3 separate regions of the Mus musculus genome follow, and all the other regions are linked to region 1. The links are chromatin contacts, called in public promoter capture Hi-C maps. All regions are on one chromosome and are shown on one strand. The core of a region is the stretch at or near the end of the contact, and the rest is flanking DNA. Distances in the headings are between cores, read along the strand shown.

The links. Promoter capture Hi-C pulls out the DNA fragments that hold promoters and counts their contacts. Capture Hi-C pulls out chosen DNA fragments and counts their contacts.
Region 2: a contact with region 1 is called in a promoter capture Hi-C map of liver. The contact joins the promoter of Esrp2 here to the promoter of Atp6v0d1 in region 1. A contact is called at or near these places in 7 of 39 promoter capture datasets (cranial neural crest, embryonic stem cells, fetal liver and 4 more), 2 of 484 Hi-C or Micro-C datasets (CD4 T cells and embryonic stem cells), 4 of 115 datasets of contacts at active chromatin or transcription factors (bone marrow-derived macrophages, embryonic stem cells, large pre-B cells and 1 more) and 3 of 9 other capture datasets (adipose tissue, liver and macrophages).
Region 3: a promoter capture Hi-C map of pre-B cells shows a contact between it and region 1, with 4 times the contacts expected there. The contact joins the enhancer-like site here to the promoter of Atp6v0d1 in region 1. A contact is called at or near these places in 3 of 39 promoter capture datasets (the C10 cell line, liver and pre-B cells) and 2 of 115 datasets of contacts at active chromatin or transcription factors (large pre-B cells and pancreatic cancer cells).

Annotation. Positions count from the first base shown.
Region 1 is chr8:105,563,665-105,568,049 of GRCm38.p6, forward strand. Atp6v0d1 (ATPase, H+ transporting, lysosomal V0 subunit D1) reads right to left here and starts at 2,400. Exons shown (of 8, transcript NM_013477.4): 1 at 2,119-2,400. The coding sequence starts at 2,248. Agrp (agouti related neuropeptide) reads right to left here. Exons shown (of 5, transcript NM_001271806.1): 2 at 3,942-4,062; 3 at 3,696-3,828; 4 at 3,456-3,538; 5 at 3,031-3,274. The coding sequence starts at 3,825. The coding sequence ends at 3,092. Gm38250 (predicted gene, 38250) reads left to right here and starts at 2,516. Exons shown (of 4, transcript NR_168532.1): 1 at 2,516-2,610; 2 at 2,705-2,806.
Region 2 is chr8:106,135,664-106,140,180 of GRCm38.p6, forward strand. It overlaps Esrp2 (epithelial splicing regulatory protein 2), which reads right to left and starts at 1,311. Exons shown (of 15, transcript NM_176838.2): 1 at 907-1,311; 2 at 694-822. The coding sequence starts at 1,104. It overlaps 1810019D21Rik (RIKEN cDNA 1810019D21 gene), which reads left to right. Exons shown (of 4, transcript NR_040346.1): 2 at 1,504-1,687; 3 at 1,806-1,881; 4 at 2,165-3,060.
Region 3 is chr8:106,392,883-106,397,250 of GRCm38.p6, forward strand. No RefSeq gene overlaps it. Among named protein-coding and RNA genes, the nearest start is that of Gm34026, 5.0 kb to the right of the region's middle. Within about 2 kb of position 1,684, at least 40 of the 459 cell types and tissues checked have an H3K27ac peak or open chromatin away from gene starts, as enhancers often do. A contact at or near this core is called in pre-B cells, where this site is marked.

The DNA.
Region 1 (4,385 bases), core at 1,150-3,649:
GTATACTGTGTGTAAAGGAGATGAGTATGAATAAAAGAGCAAGTAGTCCCTAAGTGCTACTGGAAAGATCTGGATGGTGTTCCACAAGGAGGCCCACTGCTAAACAGTTCATCAGGAAGAATACCCTAGTGTGACTATTGCCAATGATGGGGTGTCTGCTGGGAAGACAGAAACACAAGCACCCAGAAATTCAACAGTGGAACTGGCAGCAGCTGGAGTAAGAAATGCCAGAAGCCAGAAAAGGCAACAGTGTCCACCCCTAGATTTATCCAAGTAAGGAGCTTCCTCAAAGAACAAAACTAAACACTAAATTCCTTGTAACAGGAAAAAAAAAATCTCCCAAGTCCCAGTTGATCCACAGAGCTCACACTGAGTGCCAAGCACAGTGTTAAGCCCCGCCCCAGGCAGCCAGGCAGCCTACTTCTCCTCTTCCCACAGTCACATCTAAACCTTTGGGGCTGGCTCCCACAGCCCAACATCTTGAACCTCTCCTTCCTTGCTTCCACTCATATGATAAAGGTGAACAATTTTTTCTTGCAGGTTAACATAAAAATCATAAAATCTACTACTGCTCTTTAACTTTAGTAAGTTTCCTATTTTAACATTATTTTTCACTTGACGGGACTAGTTTTCAAGGTAAACATTAACTGTATGAGCCCAACTTAACATCAGAAGTATTTGATAAGAAGTTTCTACATTGGGTGAATCACCCAGCCTCTTCCAGCTACAAGCCCCTTTCTTCAAAGGAATCCTTTAGGACTCAGAGATGGGAACTCATGTCTCTGTCCTTTACTACCATGTGCGTGGAGGGTCTAGAATTAGGGACATCTCTAGCTTAGTACATCTGCTACAGTTGAGCCATCTAACTTTAGATCAGTGGTTCTCAACCTTCCTAAAGCTGCAACCCTTTAAAACACCTTATGTTGTGGTGACCCCCAACTATAAAAATTATTTTCATTGCTGCTTCACAACTGTAATTTTGCTACTGTTGTTAACCATAAATATTTGTGGTTTTCAATGGTCTTAGGTGACCCTTATGACCGTCAAAGGGATGGTGACCCACAAGTTGGAAACTGTTGCTTTAGATTTATGTGTTAAGAAAGAGGAACTTGGGGGCTGGCGAGATGGCTCAACGGTTAAGAGAACCGATTGCTCTTCTGAAGGTCCTGAGTTCAAATCCCAGCAACTACATGGTGGCTCACAACCATCCGTAAAGAGATCTGATGCCCTCTTCTGGTGTATCTGAAGACAGGTACAGTGTACTTACATATAACAATAAATAAATCTTAAAAAAAAAAAAAAGGAAAAGAAAGAAAGAGGAACTTAGCTTTCTGTCACTCTTGTGTAAGAAACTGGTGCCCTGCCGGGCGTGGTGGTGTGCGCCTTTAATCCCAGCACTTGGCAGGTGAATTTCTGAGTTTGAGGCCAGCTTGGTCTACAGAGTGAGTTCCAAGACAGCCAGGGCTACACAGAGAAACCCTGTCTCGAAAAACCAAGAAAGAAAGAAAGAAACAAACAAACAAACTGGTGCCCCAACAGTGCTGGGGTGGGGTGTGAATGCAGGTTGGGGCCAAATACTTGTACGTGAATTTCTGATTTACAGAGCCACCTCTTGCTTTTCCAAACAGTCTTGAAGACTCTACACAGCCAGCGGTTCAGAGCTGGGAGGAACCTCTCGCTAAACTGGCTTAGCAATTCCCCAGGACGACCCAACCCTCAGACCAACACCACCAAGACACAACGATTCTAAAGCCCTTGGGGGAGGAGAGAAGCCTTTTCCATCTAACTTCCCTAGGCACTGCCACCCAACAGGCCTAGGGTTGGGCCAGGGGGAAGAAGCTTGGAGGCGCACTCGTCGCGCCGGCTAACCAATCCTCGGGGACCCGTCCTTCTAAATTATAGGACTAGCTCGACGAGGTTAGAGGCAACCCGAGCCCAGGTAAACCACTGCGGTTCTTGAAGGCTTGTTTACGTCTGGGCCCCCGCGCAGAGCCGCAGCTAGAGGCAGACTCCTTCCTGACATGCCCACCATCAATCAGCTCGCGGGTTCCCAGAGGCCTCGCGTGCCCTTCCCGGCTCAGGGAGGCCCCCCTCAGACAGCCCGGACCCGCGGCTCACCCTCGAGCGTCTCGCACTGCACCAGGTTGAGGTAGTCCGCCTGGCTGAGCACCCCGGCCTTCAGGCCGCGCACTAATCCCTCCAAGTAGCCATTGTCCACGTTGAAATAGAGCTCCGGGAAGAACGACATGGCTGCGGCGGGGGTGGGAGGCGGCAGGGGAGGCGGGGGGCGGCGGGACCAGAGAGCCCCGATCTGCCCGCACGCAACTAGACTCCCCGGATCAGCTGACGCGGCGGCCGCAGCGGGCTGTCAAGTGCGTCAGGTGACGCACCGCGTCTCACGTGACCGCAGTAGGGCCTGGCTCTTAAATGGCTCCAGTTTCCGGGCACCCTGGCACGCATGCGTTACTCTGGAGTGCCCGACCGGCTATAACTGCCCTCCCGGCGCCTGCGCACTAAGGAAAGGCGGCCCTGGAGCGCCTAGCGGAGAGCAAAGAAAGGTCGATGATGGAAATCGACCGCGTGGTGGTGCTAATACCCTCAGGATGCGAGGTGGGCCCTAAGTTGAGTTTTCCTGGGTTTGGCGCTTCTGTCTGGCTTCATTAGGGCCAGCCGGGTAAAGCTGAGCGGGTGTGCTATTCCTTAGGCTGTCGAGGCTGTCTCCTACCAGACAGAAACCGAGGTCCAAGGAAGAGGAGGGGAGAGTTTCGGAGCCAAATGGTTATCCTCCAACTAGACTTTACACCCGGTAAGCCGCACTGCGCCCGCTTTCCCGGCGTTTGTTGCACTAGTTCTCTAGGACCGGGGTGTGGCCTTCTGATTTCCCCAAGGGGCCTGGTGCCTTAAACTCGCCCATATATGTGGTTCAGATGATGGTGTAGCTTAGACCCCGAGGTTATGGTGTGTGTGGTTCCAGCATGACGACGCCCCGACAACCCTTCGACAGCCACGTTTGAAATAACCACAGCTTTAAGGTTAAACCGTCCCATCCTTTATTCTCATCCCCTGCCTTTGCCCAAACAACATCCATTGGCTAGGTGCGACTACAGAGGTTCGTGGCCGTACCCAGCTTGCGGCAGTAGCAAAAGGCATTGAAGAAGCGGCAGTAGCACGTAGCGCACGGGTCGCAGCAAGGTACCTGCTGTCCCAAGCAGGACTCGTGCAGCCTTACACAGCGACGCGGAGAACGAGACTCGCGGTTCTGTGGATCTAGCACCTGCATTCGTAGGGGAATAAGGTTCAGGAAACTCTCAAACCCCGACCCCAGTAGGGTGGCAGTGGACTGAGGTCAGGGAGGGGCTGCAGTTCTGCCCAGGTTGGGTAATCCGGAAGTGGGGAGAGATGATGGTATCTGATGCGCCCTACCTTCTACTTTATCCCTTTCCCTAATGAGTTACCTCCGCCAAAGCTTCTGCCTTCTGCAGCAGAACTTCTTCTGCTCGGTCTGCAGTTGTCTTCTTGAGGCCATTCAGACTTAGACCTGGGGCAGAAGATGTGAGGGCCACACCCACCATGCACCAAGTACCCACCTCCCTAGGTTGGGATTGGGATTGGGGAAGGAGGTCTAAGCCTGGGCGGGCAGGTCTGTGGCCAGCAATGGTCGTTGCCCCACATATCCCCAACCTGACCATACTCACCTGGGAACTCTGGGAACAGAGCCTGGTCAGGCCTTCTGATGCCCTTCAGTGGAGCCACGCCCATCTGGACCCCCAGTGTGGGAGGCAGTGCCAACAGCAGAACACAACTCAGCAACATTGCAGTCAGCATGGCCTGGCTCAGCAGGAAAACCCCCATTTAGTCTCTCCTCATCCTTAGGGTACCCTACCAGCGCTGAGAGAGATGCTCCCAGAAAGTCCCAATTCCTGTATAGTCTTTGTGCTTACCTTTGCTTGCTGATCTTTGCCTAGGGATGTCCTGGTCTCTTGTGCCCTGAGCTTATATGGCAGTGCCTAATAAAGGGTCCACACGTGACTGCTTCCTGTAGCCAGGGCATGAGGTGCCTCCCTGGAAAATGGAGGCACAATTCAGGCTTTCTCCCTAAGACCTGAACCTTTGGGTGTTCTATTAGAACATCTCCAATTTGGCATGAGACAGCCAGGAACCAATTAAACTTTGGGAACAAGATAGGGTGTCCAGACCCCAAAATTTCCATAAGAGCAGAACCTAGGGATGGGTCATGCTAGAACCATTAGCAATAATAAGGCAGGCGGCCCTCTGATCTTAATTTAATTTCTGTCCCCACAGATGTTCACTTAGTCTCCCTAGGACATGTTGTTTCCTTTGCTTCCAGGAACTTTGTCAAGGGCACCAAAGAGGGTCAGTATCAC
Region 2 (4,517 bases), core at 61-2,560, 570 kb after region 1:
AGGTCTTCTCATTAAGAACGAGAGTCAGAAGAGGAAAGGACTTAACACTCATTACAACTCAGTCATGGGGTGAGTGAGCAATGCAAACAGGGAAAACTCACTCCCACTTGGCCAGGGTGCGGGGTGGGTATGGGAGGGGGCATGCGCCTAGGCCTTTGCGCTCATTGGGCAGGTAGCCCCTAGATAATGTTCGGACAGCACCCACTCACCCACGCCTGGCCAGTCAGCTGGGACAGGCAGGCCTAAACCAGCCGGCCTCACCTAGAGGCGTCTGCCCCCGAGGCAGACACCGCCCGACGCCCTCGCTTCAGCGGTTCCCAGGAGAGCAGGCGGCAGAGACCAAGTGATCTACCGCTAAACCTGAGCCCACCTCGACCCTATTTCTGACGTGTCCTCTGCTAGCGGGGGGAGTGGGAGGGAGAGGAAGGGGCCTCGGGGGGATGGATCCCTTAGCCGCTATTGTCAACTTCCTCGGCAGGAGTGGATGTCTGTAAAGGTTGGAAGGTAAGGTGGCTCTGGGAATGGCCTAGCACGCTTCCACGCGGTAGTCGCTCAAAAGTTTCAAACAAGACCTTGTCCTACTGGCCGTGCCACTGGGTCGCGTCGCTCCAGGTCTCCCCTCCTCCCCTCCCCCTCGAAGTAGTGTCCCTGCCACTCCGCAGTTCCACCACCCACGCGGGCCCCCACGCTCACCTGTTGCAGCACTTTGTCCAGGGACTCCGCCCGCGCTAGGCTGTCTGCGCTGAGTCCACTCGCCTCGCGGCATTGTGGACTCAGGGCAGCCGCCTCGGCGCGAACTAGCGACTTGTGCAGCGTCCCCACCTAAAAGCACCGAGGGTAACCCCATGAGCCGCTGTGCCTCAACAGGCTCTGAAGCGTCCCGAGGTCCCCTCTTTCCCACCCTACCTGTCGGCTGCGCGGCTCCACCACTTGCCAAACTAGGAGGATTAAGTCGGTCTCGTCCGAGCCTAGGTCCGGCCCCAGCGCACCGGCAGTGGCCCCGAACAAAACCACCAGCGACTGAGGTTCGGGACAAGGGTCTGTGGCCGAGTCTACTGCGGGATCTGGGCCCGGGGGTGGGGGCGGCGGCGGCGGCGGAGTCATGGCCGCAGAGGAAGGGGGCGCTCGGCCACACACGCGGACCGACGAGGCGCACACACGTACCGACCGACAGCAGACAGACGAGCTTGGGCGGGATCCGGTGTGTTGGGGGCGGCACCTGCGGCCGGGTGTAGTGGGAGCTGCAGAGACCCGCCCGCGGTGCCCTTTGGGGCTGGGCGGTGCGGCTGCCTATCCCTGCCTACTCCGGCGAGTTACCTGCGGCCCGGAGAGGCCACGTGATCAGGACGGCCCAGGGAACCCCGCGGGAGGGCCAAAACCCTGCCCAGGAGGCAAGAGCTCACTTCTGCTGAGGCGTGCGCTCGCCGGCTGGAGTCCCACCTCTTGCTGCAGTCCGGCGAGACTCCTGGGACGAATCCATTCTTTCTCCTACTTCCTCTCTAGCAGGCACTCTGAGTCCTCCGCAAAAGAATGTGCAGGATCAGAGGCCTCTTTCCATTCTGCAAGGGTCACGCAAGACCCATGGAATTCAACAGGAGGCAATCTAGGGACTATAAAAGGTCGCGACGTCTGGCTTGAGGTTAATGGAAGTTACAAAGGGTCAAAAGCCGACAGTGAGCGCTACCAGGTATCCACTGGAAGTCGGTGAGAGAGATCCGTTGGGGAAAGGGAGGGAGGTAAAGATCAAGGGTTCTTAGAACTGTGGGCGGTCACTAGAGATCACAGAGAAGGACGTGCCCATACAGGTGTCGGGTCGGCGTAGTGCCGGCAGTGCAAGGCGCACGTTACTGTGGACCTGAAGGCTCAGGCCTTGGTGCCAAGGTAGGAAAATCGTGCTTAAACTTTAGAGAGCTGTATCCTAAATGAAGCCGTGTCTGCTGGTAGAGATCTGGAAGTTCAGCCTACCAACCCCACTTGGGGTTTGCCTGCTTGTTTTTGTCTCTCTTGGATGATGATAGAAGTGTTATCTGGCTATTGAAAGCACTCCAGCAGAGAGCGGCTAGAGTTGAGATGTGTAGAGTTGAGTCTGCATCCCCCAACCCAGTTCAGAAGAGTCCCATTCATCCCATGCAGTTTGGTGAAACTCCCTTACTGTTGTTTCCAGGCCGCCCTGTGGGCTCAGGATAGTTTCCCACCTACTCGACTGTAATTAGTACTCTGGCGAGAGTAAAAAGGTACTGGCGTGGGACTTAGAATACAGGATGCCACCGGCTGAAGAAGAACCTTGTGTGTTTGGAAAAGCGGGCTGCTTCCTATCGGTCTTGGATAAAAGGCAACCCAGAGCCCGGGTGCATCCCTAACTCATGCCCAAGGAAGGTCGTGCGGAGCCAGAGGACCTAGAATGTATAGTGCGCCTTCTGGGTTTGTCCACACAATAGCGCAGGAACACAGCGACCCAATATAGTGAGAAGTGGCCGCAGCGCACACCCTGAGACCCTTCACCAGGCGGCCCACCCGGAGCCTGCCTACTCAGCCCCGCTACCACGATAAGCCTGGAATGTCAAATATTTGTTCTAGGAACCCAGTGAAACCTTGAGGTAAAGCCCCTCCCCTCCTCCCTCCCATTCCGGAGCGCGCCTGCGTCAGTCCAGGCTTTCCGGTAAGGACACTCCCTTCCAACTAGTTCCTTCTCGACACCCCTGCAACCCATCGTCCTGACTATTTAAACTTCACAAGGTCTTCGCTACAGGCTCAGGTTCAGTGAGGCAGAGTCTTGGCTTCCCTACCCAGTTATCCCAGAGCTACTGGTATCGGTTTCTACCCACAACCTCCGAGCAAGGCTCCCCTTTCAACCTGTAGACCTCGCCTCCCGATTCTCGGGAGATCTTGCTGACTGTGGAATCCCTGGCTGTTCCGAACCCCCTGGAAAGAAGCGGCTGTTCCCAGGTTTCTGCAAGGTAACGAATCTGAAGAGTCAACAGAATTGAGCGGCTCCATTCATTCGACTCTGGTTCTCTCAACCAGGCATTCCCCATATTAAAACAATTCCAGAACTTCAAAGTCTTTGGTATTTTGCTTTATCACCTTTATTTGTTTTTGTGTAGGCACGCACAAGGCACAGTGCCAGGGTGGAGGTCCGAGAACAGCTTGTGGGACTTGGTCCTCTCCTTCCACAAGTGGGTCCTGGGCACAGAACTCAAGCAAGCCCTCTTACATCCCCGTTTTGTTTCTATACCATGTACTCGATAGAGGATGACCTTGCAAGTCTGATTTTCTCAAGTGCTTAGGAACCCAGCTAGAGGTGCCTCTGCACTCATAGCTACAAGATCCAAGATAGTTTGGGCTCAGTTTTGAAAGTTCCAGGCCCTAAATCAACAAAGCCAATAAGATTAGTAGCTGAGGGTGATGGGTTTGTAATCACCACAGGAGTTCCAGCCCACCCGGAGCTGCTAGTTAAGCAAAAGTAAATACTTTTTTTTTTTTTTTCGTTTTTTCGAGACAGGGTTTCTCTGTGTAGTCCTGGCTATCCTGGAACTCACTTTGTAGACCAGGCTGGCCTCGAACTCAGAAATCCACCTGCCTCTGCCTCCCAAGTGCTGGGATTAAAGGCGTGCGCCACCACACCCGGCTAAGTAAATACATTTTTAAACTAATTATTTAGCCAGAGGGTGGTGGCTCCTGCCTTTAGTCCCAGCACTGGGAAAGCAGAGGCAGGCAGATCTCTGAGTTCGAGACCAACCAGAGCTCCAGAGAGAAACCCTGTCTAGAAAAACAAACGACAAAATCGTTTATAGCCAAGTGTAGTAGTCCATGCCTTTAGTTCAAGCAGAGACCAGTGGATCTCTGTGAGATCAAGGCTAGCCTGGTCTAGGACAGCTTGCATACAGAGACCCTGTCTCAAAACAAATCGTAATGAGATCAATCACACTATCATTTAATAGACAACCTTGTACTCCTTACACGACCCCTTGAAGCCAACTTTTAACACGTTTTCTTTAAGACCCTATCTGTGTACTAAGGTTTATTTACTTATTTATTTACTTAGTGGTTTTTGACAGTACTGGAACTTGCTTTGTAGGCCAGGCTGGCTTTGAACCCTTAAGAGATCTGCCTATTTCTGCCACCCCAGTGATGGGATTAAAGGCATGTGGTACCATGCCTAACGACTTTCTTTTTGTTGTTATTTAATGCATTTATTTTTAAATTTAATGTGTGTCTTAGTTGGGGTTTGTATTCCTGCACAAATATCATGACCAAAAAGCAAGTTGGGGAGGGAAGGATTTATTCAGCTTACACCTCCACATTGCCAAAGAAAGTCAGGACGGGAATTCACACAGGGCAAGAACTTGGAGGCAGGAGCTGATACAGAGGCCATGGAGCGTGTTGCTTACTGTCTTGCTTCCCCTGGCTTGCTCAGTTTGCTTATAGAACCTAGGACCATCAGCCCAGGGATGGCACCACCCACAATGAGCACCCCTCCCCCCCCCATCACAGTTTTTCAAAGGAGACTCCTTTCT
Region 3 (4,368 bases), core at 434-2,933, 830 kb after region 1:
TTGTCGATCTCACAGAGGACCTAGGCCCTGATTCCTAGCTCCCAAATGGTGGCTCACAATCACCTGTAACTCCAACCTTAGGAACCAATGAGTTCTTCTGATCTCTGCAGGTACCAGGCACACAAAATATTAACATAAATAAATATTTTTTAATTTAAAAAACTATAGCAAATCACTCCATTATAGTGGGTTATTTTATTGGATATTTTCTTTATTTACATTCAAATGTTTTCCCCTTTCCAGGTCTCCCCTTCAGGAACCCTCTATCCCATCTCTCCTCCCCTTACCTCTATGAGGGGACTCCCCCACCCACCCACCCCCTCCTGTCTTCCCATCCTGGCATTCCCCTACACTGGGGCATGGAATACCCTCAGACCCAAGGGCCTTTCCTCCCATAGATGTCCAACAAGGCCATCCTCTGCCACATATGTGGTCAGCGCCATGGGTTGCTCCATGTGTATTCTTTAGTTGGTGGTCCAGTCCCTGGGAGCTCCCAGAGATCTGGCCTGTTGACACTGTTGCTCCCCCCATGGGACTGCAAACCCTCTTAGCTCCTTCAGTCCCTTCTCCAACTCCTCCACCGGGAACCCCTCCCCCCGCCCCCCGTGTTCAGTTCAATGATTGGCTGCAAGCCATTATAGTGTTTTTAATATGTAAACTCTATTACTATGCATAAATTAAAGTGTGGTGTGTGTGTGTGTGTGTGTGTGTGTGTGTGTGTGTGTTTTAAATTAGTGGTGGAAATTACTGATGCCATGTAGCCCTGAGCAACAACAGGACCAGTTAGATCCCTGTAACTTGAGTCAGAAAATATTTGTGTTAGCTGGAATGTATCTAGTTTATCTTAGGCTAATACCAAATCTATTGTGGAGCCAGAGTCAAAGTATAAGGCTCCAATCATAATAGATTTGTTCATTTATAGTTTGTTTGGAAACAACTAAGGCTATTCTTAGTTGACAATTGTGGTGGTTATATGAATCAAGATGGCTGCAGTCATGTCAAGGTGAATCCATACACCAAGGCCAAGATATCATTCTCTTTCTGTAGAGAGGCCCCACTCCCCAAAGGGACTAAGTAACTGTGTTTCCAGTAGCCTTTTCTCCAAGGGGTGGCACACAAGGCTTGCACTTGAGGGGCCTCGTTCCCTTCCCCCTTTTCACATTTCATCTCCTTAAAATAATGTTTTTATTTTTGAGATTATAATACAATTACATCATCACATTCCATTCTTAATGTAGGCACGATGGTCTCTGCCACCATGCTGATGACTGCAGTGTCCCCAGAGGAGAGTCACAGACAGGGTAAGTACCAAGTGGGAGGAGGGACACTTAGAGGTTCTCTTGGGACTCAGCAGGAAGAGCAGGAGTTCTCAACCAGGGCACAGAGTTTGAAAGGGCTGGCGAGGTAAGCCACCAAATGTTTGTAGACTCAGCTATCATCTAACTAACTGCCTGGACTCACATCCCCAGGCCAGTACTTATATATAGTTAAGGGAATTTGACCAGTTGGTGAACAAGCTGCAGTTTACCAGGTCAAGCAGAGATTCCGACTACGGCAATTTTAAAAATAAAACTCGTTCTTCCACACAAAGCTATGATCTTCAGATTGTCAGTACTCAGGGAATCAGAGCCTACAGGGTGGATTTTAGGGAAGTCAGTCCCACTGAGACTCCCAAAGCCATCTGCTAATTGCTGACCAAAACCAACAGAAGAGGAAGTTGTCTTGCTTAGTTGGTAAAGCTTGGAGCTGTTTCCTGCCTCCCCAAATCAAGGTCCTTGAGGGGCCCACATCCCAAATACAGTTATTCAAGTCAAGCTTGAGCTACGGCAGCTAAATAGAGATCCTCCCCTTCAGAAACCCTCTTAGAGAGGAGATTTCACAACCTTCGGGACCTACTCCAGCTCTCCTGGCCCCGTCTTCCCCGTTTCATGAAGTTCAATGTAGAGCAAACAACTAGGTCCTGCTTGTCAGATTCTCCTTTCCCTGGGAGTGTGTCCAGTCCTGGTCTCACAGCTTAGCGCTTTCTGTCTCTAAGAGTAAAGGAAGTGAGTCCAGCACAGCCTTCACTGTGCACCCCAACGTCTTCCTGATAACCCGTATGAGGCTCTGGTCTTTTTCAAAAATCGCATGAATTCTCTAAACCCTCTCTCCAGCAGGCAGGCAACTTTCTCAAATATATACAACCCTCACAAGTCAAACCTCTCAGAATCTCATCTTTGAAGAATAGTCCTGTTATAGCTTGATTGTTGAGTTGGCAGACTGTAAAGGTCAAGTTTCTGGGTTCCAATTCTGTTTCTGTTGTTTATGGGCTCTGAAATCTAACAAGTCATAGAATATTTGTAAGCCTCAGATTTTCTTCCTTCCTTTCTTTCTTTCTTTCTTTCTTTCTTTCTTTCTTTCTTTCTTTCGTTCTTCCTTCCTTTCTTCCTTCCTCTCTCTTTCTTTTCTTCCTTCCTTCCCTCCTTCTCTCCTCCTTCTCCTCCACCTCCTCCTCTTCCTCCTTATTATTATTATTATTGTTATTATTATTATTGGTTTTGTGTGTGTGTGGCTCTCAATGTCCTAGAACTAGCACTGTAGATCAGCCTGGCTTAGAACTCAGAAATCTGCCTGCCTCTGCCTCCAGAGGCGTGCACCACCACTGCCTGGCTAGATTTCCTATCTTTAAAATGAATATGGAAATATTGTCTCTTTATAAGGTATCATGAAGTTCAATGTAAAGCAAACAAGTAGGTCCTGCTTGTCAGATTCTCCCAGTTTTTGTACCAGAAATCTTCTGTTCAAGGAAGGGTTTCAATCTTGAGCAAACTGGGATGGCTGGCTGCAAGGACCTGAAAGTATTTAGCCCAGTGCAGGTGGCTCGTACAAGTTCCATTAGTGTCAGCAGATTGAGGCCCAGGTGGTCACTTCCCTGACTTACTTTCTTTCTTTCTTTCTTTCTTTCTTTCTTTCTTTCTTTCTTTCTTTCTTTCTTTCTTTCTTTCTTTCTTCCTTTTTTGCGCATGCCTGCATGTGTTCCTCCTGACTCCACCTTCTGATTCCACCCACTGGGGTTATGGAAGTGTCTCACCACACCTGGCCTTTGGGGTTTCTCAACTCTGTTTGTTTTGTTTATCTGTTTAGTTATTGGGCATCTATATTGTGTGCATGAATGTAGAGGTCAGAGGACAACTTGTGGTAGTCAGATCTCTTCGACCACATGGGTCCTGGGAGTATATCTTAGATCATCAGGCTTGGTGGTGGGTGCCTTTACCCACTGAACCATCTTGACAGCCTAGGCCTTGGCTGTTATAAAGACAAGGTTTTCCTACGTAGCCCAGACTCATTTTCCATTTGCGATCCTCCTGCCTCAGTATCCCAAGAACAGGAATTATAGGCTTGTGCCACCATGTCCCGTCCTTCTGTGCCTTATCAGCTTCCTGGGAAGTGCTTTGACATCTCTAAACTTCCATTTAGGGAAACTTAAGGGCTAAAGAGAATTCTTTTCACTGTGGCTTAATTTGTTATATAGTCTTGAAGGTAGACAGTACCGTGTGTTCATTTTCCTGCTAAACACAGTGAGGAATGAACCCAGCCTGCCCAGAGAGAAGTGGGAACTTCATCTTGCTGGTGGTACTTTACCTATAATAGGGACTTATTTAGCTCAGGAAATCTTTTTCTCTTTTTTAAATTTTTACTCATTCCTTGTGAGTTTCTCCTCAGGTACTCCAATCCCACTCATCTCCCTGTCCCTTCATGCCCACCCTCCACCCTTGCAATCCTCCCCCCCAAGCGAAAATAAAAAACAAAAACAAAAACAAAAAAAATAAGCACTAAAAGCCTCTTGTTGTGGAGGCTGTAGTGTGTCACAGTGTGTCCCACTGAATACCTCTTTTGTCCACGGCTCTTTATTTGCGAATGTTCATTGGAATGAGTCATTAGACTGTTTTGAAGCCTCTGTCCTCTGGTCTCTGCTACACCATCAATACTGGATCCTCACCAGGACTCTTCTCTGATATTCTGTTGTTGCCCTGTGTCATGGAGATTCTGCAGCTTTGGATCTGTAGGCCCAGTCCTTTCATGTGCTCCAGCAACTCATAGATGAGTTAGATGCTGGGGTGTGCCAATTCAAAACCCTGGATCTGGGCCTGAGTGGTAGCTGAGTTGGTCAGCCCACCCGCTCTCCCACATCCACACTACTAGATAGCTCAGCAAATCCTATCAGAATGTGAGAGGGGAGCTAAGACAGTTGATAACCTTTTGTCTGCATGTGGCCATGACAGCCATGGTCATGAAAGTGTCATAGAGAAGGGGGGAGGTCATTGCCAAATAAAAGCCTTTCCTAGAAGGGCTATGGGTAGTATCTAGGTTTTAATCCTTCTTTAGAGA